2 separate regions of the Callithrix jacchus genome follow, and region 1 is linked to region 2. A link is a contact called in public Hi-C data. All regions are on one chromosome and are shown on one strand. The core of a region is the stretch at or near the end of the contact, and the rest is flanking DNA. Distances in the headings are between cores, read along the strand shown.

Region 1 (7,289 bases), core at 2,205-4,704, 300 kb after region 2:
TGATTCTCCTCTCCATCTGCCTGAGTTCAAGATGTGTTTTAGCTCCCACATATTAAATATTTGTCTTTCTGTACCTGCCTTATTTCACTCAACATAATGTCTTCCAGTTCCAAGTGACTTTGTGATTTATAATTAGAAATATATATTTGGTCTTCATCAATTTCTGGTACTGAGTTCCTAAAACCCTTGGAATTTCCTAAGGGATAAGAGAATAAAAGTGAAATAATCGTCTTTTATTGTTTATAACATACCCTTTCAATCGCACCTGAGTTGATGTTAATGACTGCCCTTTAGGAAGCTCCTGAGGACTGGGGGGGCCGCTTGCCAGAGAAGCCTACTGTGTGGTTGGGACTCTCAGCCCCACTCTCCAGACCTCTAGGGAGGGGAGAGGGGCTGCAGCTTAAATCAGTCACCAGTGGCCAATGGCTTAATCAAGCCTACATGACGAAGCTGCCATAAAAACCCAAAAGGACAGGGTTCAGGGAGCTTCCAGGTTGCTGAGGACATGGAGGTGCTGGGAGGGTGGCATGCCCCGTCCCCTAATCTTGTCTTATGCATCTTTTCCATCTGGGTTCTATCTCTCTCTTTCTCTTCTCTTCTTTCTTCCTTCCTTCCTTCCTTCCTTCCTTCCTTCCTTCCTTCCTTCCTTCCTTCCTTCCTTCCTTCCTTCCTTCCTCCCTCCCCTCCCTCCCTCCTCCCTTCCCTTCCCTCCCTCCCTTCCCTCCCCTCCCTTCCCTTCCCCCTTCCCCCTTCCCTCCTTCCCTCCTTCCCTCTCTTTTTCTCTCTCCCTCCCTCCCTCCCTCCCTCCCTTCCTTCCTATTTTCTTTTTTCTTTTTGAGACAGTTTTGCTCTTGTTGCCCAGGCTGGAGTGCAATGGCACGATCTTAGCTCACCGCAACCTCCACCACCAGGGTTCAAGTGATTCTCCTGCCTCAGCCTCCCAAGTATCTGGGGTTACAGGCATGTGCACCACACCCAGCTAATTTTTTGTATTTGTAGTAGAGACGGGGTTTCTCCTTGTTGGTCAGGCTGGTCTCAAACTCCAGACTTTGGGTGATCCAACCCACCTTGGCCTCCCAAAGTGCTGGGATTACAGGCATGAGCCACCACACCCAACCCTTTCCTTCCTATTTTCATGACAGAATCTTGCTCTGTCATCCAGGTTGGAGTACAGTGGTGTGATCTCGGCTCACTGCAACTACTGCCTCCAGGATCTCAAGCCATTCTCATGCCTTAGCCTCCTGACTAGCTGGGACAACAGCTGTGAGCTACCACGCCCAGCTATCTTTTGCATTTTTAGTAGAGATGGGGATTCGCCATGTTGCCCAAGCTGGTCTTGAATGCCTGGGCTCAAGTGATCTGCCTGCCTTGACTTCCCAAAGTGCTGGAACTACAAGTGTAAGACACCACACTCAGCCTTTTTATATATATATATATATTTTACATATACATATATTTTAATATAAACCAGTAATTTAGTAAGAAAACTGTTGTCCTGAGCTTTTTGATCTGTTCTAGCAAAAAACGACTGAATCTGAGGAGGGAGTGGCGACTTCAAATTTACAGGTGGTGGGTCAGAAATCACAGGTGACAATCTGTAGATTGACATCTTAAGTGGGGACAGTTTTGTGTGACTAACCTGTGGAGTCTGATGCTGTTTCCAGGCGGAGAGTGTCAGAATCGAGTTTAACTGTAGAACACCCAGGTCTTGTGCACCACAGAACTGAATTGTTATAGGAAAAGAAACCCACACATCTGGTGTCTGAAGCAAAATACTGAGAGCGGCAGTAGAGAGTTTTTCCTCATAGGGTAGAATACAGAAGGGAAGTCATAAGCTATATATTTGACCCTCGTTGCCCTTTTGGCCAAGTTTATTTTAATGCTCTGCCCTTGGGTTCTAACGAAACATGCTGTAAGAGCCTGAGCGTATCAGTGTGCTAAGTACATTCATGTGTACCCTGCAGAGACTCTGTTGAGGCTACAGCTACCTGGATCTCTTGATATTCTCTATATGAGACCCTAGGATAGTTCTTTCACAATTTAGTTCAAGAAAATGGCTCGTTTTTAATGATCAGTTGATTAAAAAGGCTGTGAATTGATAATGTCTCCCACTTAGTTTTGGTTGCCAGGAAGTCCAGGTAAAATATAAAATGAATTGATGTAGCGGTCTCCCTTGTTCTATATAATGCATACAGCATATTTTAAATTTGGTCATGACGGTCTTCAGTGTTACTCACACTTTCTCTGATCCTGCTTCTCTAGTCTTATGTATATTTTGCCATTGTTATATATCAGAAGTTTCCTTCTATTTTCCCCAAATATTTCTTAAAATAAGGTAAAATGTATATAAACACGCAAATAACACCCATAGTTTGCTTAAATCTAAAATACCTAGCATGGTGGCAGAATTTCAGCAGTTAACAACTGCTGCTTGAACTATAGGGAGACATACTGCACCTTACAGAGAAGCAGGCTCTGAGAGTCAGAGCTGGCTGGAGAAGAACTGCATGGTCCCTGTCACTGCAGGTATCTGTACATAAACTGGATAAGCACTTTCACCAACTTACTTAAGACTTGGTTCCTTTAACTGGCAAATGGTAGTAACAGAATGTCCCTTGGAGGTGACTGTGAATAGCATAAGTTGGTACATGTCAAGCTCTCAGGCTCTTAGCACAGTCATGCGTATTTGAAAAAAGTAGCCTTTATTATTAATGAGGACTTGTGCATTGAAAGCTGTTTTATTAGCTTAAGTTCGCTTCCAAACCTGATAGTTCTGTTGGGTTAGCAAGCCCTCCATCATCAGAAGAATCACCGACTTGGAGTCTTGGACCAACCCTCCTGTGTGGCTAATGTGGGAGGGATTTAAACAGCAAATAAAGGACTGGATGGAGTGGCCTTTAGGCTTCCTCCCACCCCAAAGTGCATGATACTTTTGTTTCAAATACATTCAGTCAGAGAGGGTATAAGGGTGTCCGGGAGAAAAGAAGCATTCTAATGTCATCTTATTAGAAGGTCTCCCTTCTTTCATGTGTAAATTTCACTTGGGACCTTATCAATTGAGTATGAAAGCATTTTCCAGGGGAAAAAACAGTAAGAGGAGAATTGAGGAAATGTCTGGGAGCACTTCATGCCTTCCCGTCTATCTGTACATAAAGAGCTGCTTTCTTCACGGCTTTCCAAACACAGGCTGGCAACTATTTCCACTAGGCACAGACAGCACACTTCAAACAAGGAAGCTGACCAGAACCCACGCCAGACATGATGGATGCTCCGGTTCGATCACCACCACGCTTGCACCACCAAATCACGCCATTATGCACCTGCCTCCCCATTATTTTACAGTATTTTTGATGGTGGTATCCTTCAGAAAATGGGCCACATCTAGAAAAAAAGAACACCTAAGTTCCTTGTATTCTGGCTGAAATGACCATGAAACTACAGGTCTTCAGTGCAGCCAAGGTAACTGTTTTTCCCACTGACCCGTGTGTAAGGAGTTGTCAGGCACCGGAACGGGGCTGAATTCACGCGTAGGACCTTTCCCGGAGATACAGAGGGCATGGGTTGAGTTCACAATTTTAAAGATGGATTTTTCTTTTCCATGAAAATCCCAGGAGAGGCATCTATTGCAGAGGTTGGGACTATCGGTGTCACCCGGGGTAGGCCACAATATAGATTGTCCAGGTTCACCTCAAAGGAGAAGGAAACGGCAGTTGTAGTGCAGGACACGTTTCAGCTTAAGACTCCTGAGTTCAGCGAACACTTTGGGTGGAGACATGACTAGCAATCTCTTGTTGATGAGTCTCTCCAAGCTGAGTGGGCAGGTCTGATGGCACGCAATGTGCAGCATGTGGCTGGTCACATAACAGGTACTATAAATATTTGCTAAAAGTTTCAGGTTGCCCCAGCTGCTCTCAAGTAATGGCTTTTACAAGCCCCAGACTTCCAGGAGCAAAAAAATAAACACCGTAAGCAAGTGACCACTGCTCCCACTCCTTTTGGAAAACCGTAAAATGAACAAGAGAGTGCATCCGCGACGCTAGCCCTAGGGGAACCCTGGCCCTGGCACCCTGTGCCATCCTCCTCTTGTTCCCTCTGGCTTGCTACTGCATCGCTGTTTTTCCTTCCTCCACAATTATGACCCAGATGGAGGGGGCAACATGACTAGGATACACTGCACCACTCGTAATTCACAGCAAGATCAAGAAGCGACGTGAGGACTCTCCGTGTCTTTGGTTGTGTGCTTATCTCTTCTCACTCACTGCTAGAAGGCTCATTGTCGTTGACTGAGCCAAGGAAAAGATCTCCACGAAGTAGTTTTTGCAGCAATGGTATAAGAATTCAATCAGACATGTGACAAGGCCTTCCTTTTATTCATGATTTCAGTTATAAGGTAATGGGCAAAACAAAGGTTATTCTGTTACTAGCTGCAACTGGGTACAGAAACCAGGTGCTGTTTATTGAGAGAGTTCTTGAACTGCTGGTATGTACCAAGCAGCATGGTAAGCACTGTGGGGGTAAATAAAGGTAATTAAACAAATATCCTATGCACAAATTAATTATCCTATGGGGGGAATTAGACACCTACTTCTATCACCAGACAGAACCTAAGAGCTACAGACACAGGTTTTGTGAATCCTAGAGGAGCAACAGTGTCTTCCATTTACAGGCATCTACCAGGTTGCATGGAAGAAGTAGCTCATATGCTGGTCCTTGGTGGATAAAAAGCATTTGGACCTGAGGAGGTGGAGGAAGAGCAGAGGCAGTGGCAACAACCGCAGAGCAGAGGGGCATCTTTAGCCAGCAAATCTCTGTGGGAGGATACATTTGACTAAGAAAGCACCTGGCCATCACCTTAGGTAGTCTGTTTATAACTGTGTATGTCTGATGACGCTCAAACACTTTTGCACAGAAACCTACTTGGTGTCACAAAAGCATAAGACTTCCTGGATTATGGCCTGCATTTCCCTGCCTCCACTGGGCATTCTGGCTGTCAATGGTCACAGGCATTCCATGCTAGCCCGCTCCTTACACTCACTAGTTACACATGGGGCACTTGTGGTGGTGTTTAACTGTCCCTGTGACATAAGCATGTTTGCCTCTGGCTATTGTACAAGAAAAGTCCTAATCCTATTGTTCTTTTCCAAGACGACCAATGAGATCTCTTGCCAAGAAGTATTTTTTAAACAACTTAACTCCCTCAGTTACTCTACTGGCCCTGTTATGAAGACACATCACAGCTGTCTGGCGTGCTAGACAATCAATACAGTTGGAGAGGTCTGAGGCTCGTGCAAACACAGCCAGATCCTCTTTTCTCTAAAGTGAGGAAACTTTTAGAACTACCTTCTCGGGCACATTAGAACAAGCATAGGAAACAGTAATTAGAATGGACTTCAATGCATAAGAGATCGCGCCCACAAGAGGAGATGGGATGGAGATATCCAGGCAACAGAATTTTTGCATACTTCCCCAAATTACATTCCTGTTGCAGAACAAAGGTCTTTTTTTTTTTTTTTCAAACCACACCAAAGCACAAATTTGGAAGCCAAACTCCTCAAGGGCACTCAAGAATTATTTGGTAACTTCTCTGTTAAATTTGGAGTTTAGCTTACAAGCTTAAGGTCTACCAAATAATGGCCTTCACTGAACCACTGCCTTAGCAAACAAAGCATTGTTTATGGGACTGGAGAATGACATCTACATGAGGTTTGAAGTATTTTATGTGCATCATTTGTTTCAAGGGCCACAGCCAGCCAGACTACTTGTAACGCCATTCATCAAGTCAACATGAATATCACCAACCCAGATTTTGACTCTGTTCTTCCTTGTGAGAGCCATTAGCCTAGAAGAGTTGAGGGAAATGTGTCTCCTATATTCCCAAGCTGAATGGTTTTTCCACTTAAAAAGGAAGACTTTTCCCTTTTACAGAACTGGCTCTCTCTTGTCCAGTCTAGCCTGTTCAAAGCCTCTTATGTGAAGTAGTCAGCTTCCATATACCACAACCATGTATAATTAAAAAGTTTAAGGATGTTAAATGCAATGCTGTATCCTGGATTCAATCCTGGAACAGAAAAAGGACATTAGTGGAAAAACTTGGTAAAATCCAAATAAAGTCTGCACTTTGGTTAATGGTAATGTGCCAGTGTTAACTTCTGAGTTTTGGCAAATGAATCACAGTTATGTAAGATGTTAACACTGAGAGAAACTGGGTAATAAGGTATGCAGAAACTCTCTGCGCTATCTTTACAACTCTATGCAAATCTAAAAGGATTCCAAAGTAAACAGCTTATTACAAGCTTTACAAATGAACTTACACTTTGGAGAATAACTCACTGGCAGCGCAATGAGAGAAGCGCTATTATAAAGCAAGCACGCCATAGCAGAGCAAGCACTAGTGTAAGAGGTGGGAGCTCTGTGTCTGAGGCCCCGGTCTATACATACTTTAAGCTGTGATCTTGCATTGGCCATTTAACCTCCTCTAGAATGAATGCCGGCATCTGTGAGATGCTCTGCATCTCTCGCGGGGGTACTAGGAAGATCATATGCAAAGATGCTTTGGAGAATGCAATGAAAACCTAAAAGGATAACAAATTCAAAAGGTGATCTGAGCAAGACATTGGGTATCTTGAGAAGATACAGCGCCGTAATGTGCAGACAAACACATAGGCAGCTATTGTTCTGTCTTAACTCTGGAAACGAGACAGCAAGAGAAACTTTTCGAATGGTACCCAAGGGACCACACCGGGGTCTCTCAGGGTGCACAGAATGTAGCAACCAAGTACAAAGTAGCACAGCGAGAACAGCAAACATTTTGCCTGGCATCTCCTAGAATCTCTGAAACTGCGGAGTGCAATCACCTCTCTACTGAGTGCCTGAAGAGGTGGTTCATACACAGGTAGAGCGAATCTCGTGGTCCCAAATGCTAGTACCACCACTTCTTGATTTGCCAATCCAATTAATTAGTCCCTTCCCATGGCAGTACATCTGGTCTTTCTTGCATGATTCCCCAGCACCAACACTATCTAAGCCAAATTCCTAGCGTGGTGCACAAGCTCCTTCACATCTGCCCCCCTTGGCTCACCTCCTGGCCTCTTCTCCTCACCTCCAGCCATGCTCCCCTACGTAGCTTCCAGAGTGCACATACTGTTTAGTGCTACGTGCTCTTCCCCTGCTCTTCCTCCTCCCTGGAGTGTCCTTCCATATCCTCCTCACCACTGCAATCCCTATTCATCTTTTCTTTTCCTAATTCCTTCACTTATGGGCTCCCTCTCTTTCCTTCTTCTTAGTTTTCA
Region 2 (7,277 bases), core at 3,386-5,885:
GATTTAAAAGGTTTATTTCTGTCTCCACTCTCCTGCCCTTCCTACTTAAAAAAAAAATTCCACCGTGAGAGTTCAACATAAATTGTGTATATAGAACAAAGAAATTACAGTACTCTTGATTTCATCAGCAGTTTCTAACAAAGAAATCTAGCTATTCTAACATGCTACCGAAAGAACTATTCAACTACCATGAGTTATAGGAAATACGACAGGCTCAGTGTCCCCTCCATCTCCCTTGGCTCCCAACTCTCCCAAACCTTTCACTTTGTGGGTATTTTGGATGAGCTCTTAGTAGTGTCCTCAGAAATAATTGGTTGTCCTAATTCAGCCACATGCAAATTAATGCTCCTCTAAAGAGGCCTTATTATAATTTCCAACCCTTGATGTCTACATAATCCCCTATAGTTCTTCAACTTCTTGCTTTCTAACTTCTGTTTACCAAAGCACCACTTTTGTTAGCTCAGTATAGCATCAATTAGTAACAGAGTTGTGTTATGAGGTCTCCCTAGAGCCTTGAGAAACCTGCTTCGTGTTTATTAATGACTACACAGAGCACTACTATTTTTCAATAGCATTTAAAAAGTGAGTAAATTACTAAAGATGAACTATGAAAAAACTTTACATTTCAAAGGCAAGCCAAAAAAAAAAAAATCACATTATTTCAAACCTCTCATAATACTTGCATGGTTAATTTCATTTTCAATTTACTATCAAGAGAGGGGGGAAAAAAGTCAAACCCAGACTCTTCTTCCTGTTCTACTTTTGCCATTTTGGAGGACAGATGATTTGAGTTGGAGAACTGAGGCACAGATCTGATGATTGATTTAGAGCTTGTTTAACAGGGCTGAATTTCATTATCACACGCGCCTGTTAAGTAATGCACACCTGATTCAGCAGAAATCCACCCACAAGGTTCATCTCAAAAAATTAGGCAATCAAGAGGAAAGAAACAACAGGCATACTGCACTAACTTAGGTCCAGCTTTATGTTCTCAAGCATAATTCCAAATGACCAACTTGAACACAGATGGCATCCACTGTGTTCGCTCTCATTTTGTGAATCATTCCCTCTACTACGTTAGGTGAAGTCAGAGTTGCCCACACAGGGATAGAATTCACTACTCAAGGAAACCAGAGAGACCAGTCGCTCCTGTGCTGAATCTTTCCTACCCAAACTTCAAGTGATGGGGGCAATTAAGGCGTTCATCTGCGTCTATATTCCAGGCCATTTATGAAATGAAGACGCCGATCTGCAAAAATCACGATGCATTCATGAAAGGAGCGCTGGGAGCTCCCCCTGAGGATCTGGCTATGAGGCAGAAACATACCTCGGTGCACTTCCTTTGTCTTGTGCTCCCTCTTTGATGTGCAAGTCACCGGTGGAATAAGCTGTGATGGCTTTGATGTTGAACTTCTAGGCTTTATTGTTACTAGCATGCCCACAAGGAGAGCTGTCAGTCATGTCTTACATCTGAACAACCATGTTTCTTTACAGCACCTCTTTTACAAGCATCAGTCCTTAAATACATGTTTTCACATTCCTGCTGATTACCACACTATCTTTGTTGGGGGAGGGCTCTGCTCAAATGTAACTACGGCACCCACTTTTTCTGTAAACACCCTGAGGCATCATCAGATGGCTGGTAACCAACCTTCCTACTTCAACAAGAGGAGCCCAAGTGCAAAACACATTTCCAGCAAATGAAAACATTCTGAAAACGTTCAATCCATCTTAACAGTCAAAATGAATAGTTTAGCCAATATTTCCCCTAAGCAGCCACTGAAATTGCATGGCAACTTCCAAGCCACTTCAAAAGGGATTCTGAACACAGCAGCAGCAGGGGGCTTAGAAAGACTGCCAAAACTCTGAGACATCTCAGCTCATCTTAAACAACTTTGTTTCTCTGCAATGGTGGAAACAAAACACTTCTGTTTTACTAGATTTTGCTTGTGGTAGAAACATTGCTTTTGAGATGGATTTCTATTAAACCAATTGTTTTGCTCAACAATATTTTCAAAAGTTGCTTGCTATCACGGATGCAACTTAAGTTAGAGGAAGATGATTTTTCATAATCATGTGTCTGAAGCAAACGTGGCTGTGAATACGATTTATGCACTGTTCCTTCAATACAGACAGAAAATGGGCACTACGCAAATCTTTAAAGATCTCTATTGAAAAGGATATGGCTCTAATTTCATTTACCAGCTCCCATCAGATTTTCTTTCCAAACTCCTTTATCGCTTCTGAAACTACCGAATATTATGAAACGCCACTGGGAAATTCCACACAAGGAAATAAACTTAAGGTGCTCACCGTGCTGGTTGATAATGAACTGCTGTCTTTTTGAATAAATGTTTCAATGAAAATCAAGTTCTTAGAGATGCCAGGTCTCAAATGAGGAAATTAAATGATATATTTCATGGTGGAGGTTAGTTCTGATTTTCTTTTTAATAAAAGAAGATGGCATCGCAAGGTACACACTGTTTCTGCTTGCTAATAAACTGCAGACCATACACTGGGAGAGACTCAGTTTCTTTGGGTTCCTGGCCCGGAATCTTCGGTAAAGAATAAAATTACTGTGGTATGCAGTGGTTACAGCTATTCCAGGGTTTCCATTTTTAAACAACTGCCCTCGCCCCTTGGTTTTAAATCAACCATCAAACACAGAAAAAGCTTTGGGCTAGAATTTAATAAATAAGGTATGACTGTAATTTACTAGAACTAAGTCTGGGCATATTTATTATTAATATTAATGAAAATTTGCTTCTTCTGAAATTTATTTAAACAGTCAGCATAAAGTAATTACCTCTTTCTACCTTAAATTTTCACTTCCAAAATGAACTGACTAGCTGATCGAAGCACCTACAGCAATTAGGGGCAGAGACAGGGAATAAGGAAAGTAGGAGGCCTTTGTTTGCTTCTCCAAGTCTCAAACAAGAAACGAGAGCGTGTCTCTGTCGTAACAGAAACACTTTCATAGAACGGAAGGGCTGGACAAGATCTCGGTGGCTATCACGTCCAACCCCTTAGCTTCAAAAATGGGGAAAGGGAACAAGTGGGGACTTATTGCATCGCAGGTCTGGGACGAGAACCCATGTCTCCATCTTCCTCCCACCCTATGGAAAGGGTTTCCACTACTCAACATGGTTTGGCTACACTGCAGACGGGGTGACTCACATACAAAGTGAGGGTGTTGGACTGCAGAGGTTTCTCAACCAGAATTATCTGAGCATCTTCAAAGATGTAGCAATACTTGAGCCCTACACCTTGGACCAGTAAAGTCAGAAATCTGTAAGACTAGGCTTGTACATCTTTTAAAAACTCTCTAGATATATTAATATATGGACCAGGTTGGAAGCAGATGACCTGTAAGCTCTCTTCTGGGTCTAGTGCAAAATATTCAGCATCAGCTGGAAACATATTTTGGTTCAGTTCCCCGATGTTGACCCATGAGGCCGTAAGCATTTCTAAACCATTACACTGTTTCTATATTAGCCTAGCAGTTGGCATTATCTGTATTTATCTAGTTTATTGATATGTTTACCTAAGTATTATCTACCTCCCCCACCAGAATGTACACTCACAGAGACCAGAGCCTAAGTCTGACATGATCACTGCTGTCCCCTCGGCCACCAGCGTCCCATCTGCCACAACAATGCAACACTACACCAGCACTTTCACAGGAAAAAGGGGGCTGGTGCAGCAGTGTGGAAGGGGTCGGGCGGGCCTTCTTCACAGCAGCCACGGCAAGTCTACTTCGATCTATTCCACCAGACTAGAATCTAAGCTGCAGGAAGGCAGCATTTGGTGTCCTTTGTTTGGACGTCACCTCCAGAGCCTGGACGCTGGCAAATACACACCAGATGCTCTGTGCCTGAGCAAGTCCATGTGCTAAACACGAAGCACTGATCAGCTTCAGGGCGCTGAAACCTTTACTTTGTTGCTGACTAAAGCGACCTTGAAAAGACCTCACTGTTTCCACGGAGTTGGCCTTGACTCCAGCAGCAGAACCCCCGGCGTGCCTCTGCTAAGTGGTCACAGTACTGGCAAGACCCGGCCCAGGCACACACTGAAGGCTACAGCGCATTGTGTCTATGCCAGCAGCAGAGGCTGGAGCTTCTAGACAAAGCTTTACGCCGAAAAAGAGTATAGTATTTGGCAAGTTTCATAGCTACCTCCAGCACCCAAACAGCTTCAGGGTCCTCTCCTGTTTGGGCCACTTGGGGTAAGAGATTTGGGGTAACAGTCTGCCCACTTTCTTCTGCATGCTCACTGATCGCAAGGCCAAAGTTACCGGAAAAATATTTCCAGTGGGTTAATAACAACAGCAGAAATTGCTCCCATATGGCACCTCGTCCACCCTGAAGAAGTGACCTAAAGCGAAGTGTGTGCCTATCTCAATACCATTCACTCTTCTGAGATTCCCTTTCCTCATGAGTAAGAGGAAAGAGCCCTGAGCAGTGATTCCCAAACCTGCCTTATCCTCACCAGAGGAGCTTTTACAAATGAAGGTTCCCTGGTCTCCCCCTAGGCCTTTGTAAGCAGAATCCATGCAGGTGTTACTGGAGAACAGCCTTTATTTTTTAAATGCTTCCCACATGACTGTGAAGATCAATGACATTTGGGAGCCTCTAAAGGAGTAGAGGACTCTGCTGCCTACCCCAGCGCTGACAGGCTAGGACAGAGCTTCACAGAAGTGAGGCCTAAGGACCAGCTGCCTCAGAAAACATCTGAGACGCTGTGTAAATACACACTTTCATGGGCCTCACTCCAGACTGACGACAGAATCATACTCTCGGTGACACGCAGGGATCTCACGCCTGTAATCCCAGCACTAGGGGAGGCCAAGGCGAGTGGATCACAAGGTCAGGAGATGGAGACCATCCTGGCCAACACAGTGAAACCCTGTCTCTACTAAAAACGCAAAAAATTAGCCGGGCCTGGTGGCATGCACCTGTAGTCCCGGCTACTCGGGAGGCTGAGGCAGGAGAATCACTTTAACCTGGCAGGTGGAGGTCACGGTGAGCCAAAATTGCACCACTGCACTGTCCACTGTCCAGCCTGGGTGACAGAGTGAGACTCTCTGGAGTATGGGTTGTACTTTACAGTTTCAGAACCACTGTTTTCAGGCAGGATTTGAGAGCTAACTTATGGCTTACATGGAAGCAAATCACGTTCATTTGTAAGCACAGGGTTTGTTAACATTTCACTGCCCCGTTTGGGACGGCACAAAAATCTCCGTTGTTTTAAATGGCTTGTAGCTTACAGCAACTGCAAACCTGTCGGTCCAACAGTCCTGAAGAGTCTTCTCTGACTAAGCGTGGCTGCCAACTTCTCAGCGCATTTTTTAAACGCTGATTCATGGCTGAAGACATCTGATTGGGAGGAAGGTGTCTCAGCTCTACTATTAAAGTGCAAAGGTGGTACCTGAATTACTTAGCACACGACAGGCACTCAAGTATTTGCTGAAACAAATTTATTTACTTATTTTCACCCAATAGTCTACAGAAGATTTGAAGTGAGATAAATAAAAAGAAAAAAAAAAACCCTCAACAACTGAAAAATGAAAATAACATTCTGTGAAAAAGAATACTTCTCATGTGGTGAAGGAATCACACTTCTGGGTGGCGCAGCTTGTGAAACGGTTGGCTTCTTCAGTAACTGATGTGAAACCTAACCACAGGTCCTGACTTCTGAACCACCACCTTATTTCTATGATAGGAAGGTTTGAACAGCAGGTTTTCCTTGCTTTTTTTTCTTCTTCTTTGTGTTTCACGAAATTATGCAATTTCATCTTTCTAACGGGAGCAGGTACGCACCGTTATCCTTTACAATCCTGGTGACTATTTGTCATTATTTTTACCCTGGTTATTCTACCACAGATCAGCTCTGACTTCTTAAGCAATGCAAAATTCATAAAAATGTGCATACTTATAACTCTGTGTAGCATCAGGAACAAATAATATTTAAGCAAATAGGAAGATCTATATTTACTCCTCAGATTCCAACAGAAATCAGATTGTTTTATGATTGTTTCATACTTGCTGTAATACCAAAATACAGATCTACAATCCACTTGTATTATTTATTTATCTTAAAAATTACACAAACAAATGCTTGTCTCTACCTCATGCATATTTTTTGACATATACTCTTTTTTTTTTAGACAAACTGTATATACTTAAGTGAACCAAATGATCTAACCAAAAATCTTCAGAAACCGAGGGGTTAATAGTTTTTTCATCCATGTTTAAAATTGTTTTAATGCCCCCAATCAGCTACTGTAGTTTACCTTTTTTCTAAATGTTTATCATTTCTTAAAGAGAAAAAGCTCTAGATTTAAAAAGAGGAAATACTGAATTTAGCTCATCAAATGACCTCTTTTAAAAAAAATTCCAGGGTTGGGATATAGAATGGAGGATGAAACTTAAATACAAGAATTACTAAAAGGTCATAATAACTGTTTACTCACAAACCAAATTTCACTTAAACTGAATATGGAGCCAAACAGCAAATAAATGAGCTTTAATCTATCTTAAGTTAAAAAAATTTTTCCCTTACTTCCTGGCAAGCCAACTTTTAAAATTCAGTATTTCCTTTAAAGTTACATTTCTGATAACCATGAAAAACAACGAGTTAAACTTTTGAATCGGATGTAGAACGTCTCATTCCAATTGAGAAAATAACTTCAACCTTTGACCTTCCCACTAGCCTGATGGGAAATTCACTGGCACCATGACAGGTTTAGGCGTCCATGGTCAACTAACCACTAGAGGGCAGCCTTATCTCAGATCTGACAAGCCGCAGAAAAATCCCTAAAATGCTTCTAATGTTCCTTTAATTATTTTTGTAGCATCTTTGATTTTCCTGGTTATTTAACAATCAACTTCAAATGGAACCGAAATTATTCCTAAACAGTTCAAAAGTCCACTTTCACAAACAATGATCTCATAAACACTGGTGGTGAGAGGTGCTAGAGAAGCAGCATAGCTGATGTTATCTTCAAGAATTTAAAACAAAAGTTTTTCATCTTTAAGTCAGGACTTCCTCTCTACGACATGGTGGGGTAAGCGTCAAGAGAATTATATCACAACTGGCACTTGGGGTCCATTTTTGGCATCAACATTTCAAGTGGTTCTAGGCAAACTGAAGAAACTGACCAAGAAGGTGGGAAGGCAAAACCACACTTTTAGCAAAAAGGACTGAGGAGGGACAGCAGAGATTATGTATTAGAGACGGCGTGTGTGTGTCTCTGTGTGATATGCTACTAGTCTTCA

Evidence for each region. A called contact is a pair of places that touch in the nucleus more often than the background predicts.
Region 1: a Hi-C map of skeletal muscle shows a contact between it and region 2, with 2.7 times the contacts expected there. The contact joins two enhancer-like sites. A contact is called at or near these places in 2 of 3 Hi-C or Micro-C datasets (both in skeletal muscle).

Annotation. Positions count from the first base shown.
Region 1 is chr8:7,695,662-7,702,950 of calJac240_pri, forward strand. The region is part of intron 1 of RORA (RAR related orphan receptor A); the gene reads right to left. Among named protein-coding and RNA genes, the nearest start is that of RORA, 360 kb to the right of the region's middle. Within about 2 kb of position 3,455, at least 1 of the 16 cell types and tissues checked has an H3K27ac peak or open chromatin away from gene starts, as enhancers often do. A contact at or near this core is called in skeletal muscle, where this site is marked.
Region 2 is chr8:7,389,501-7,396,777 of calJac240_pri, forward strand. The region is part of intron 2 of RORA (RAR related orphan receptor A); the gene reads right to left. Among named protein-coding and RNA genes, the nearest start is that of ICE2, 110 kb to the left of the region's middle. Within about 2 kb of position 4,636, at least 6 of the 16 cell types and tissues checked have an H3K27ac peak or open chromatin away from gene starts, as enhancers often do. A contact at or near this core is called in skeletal muscle, where this site is marked.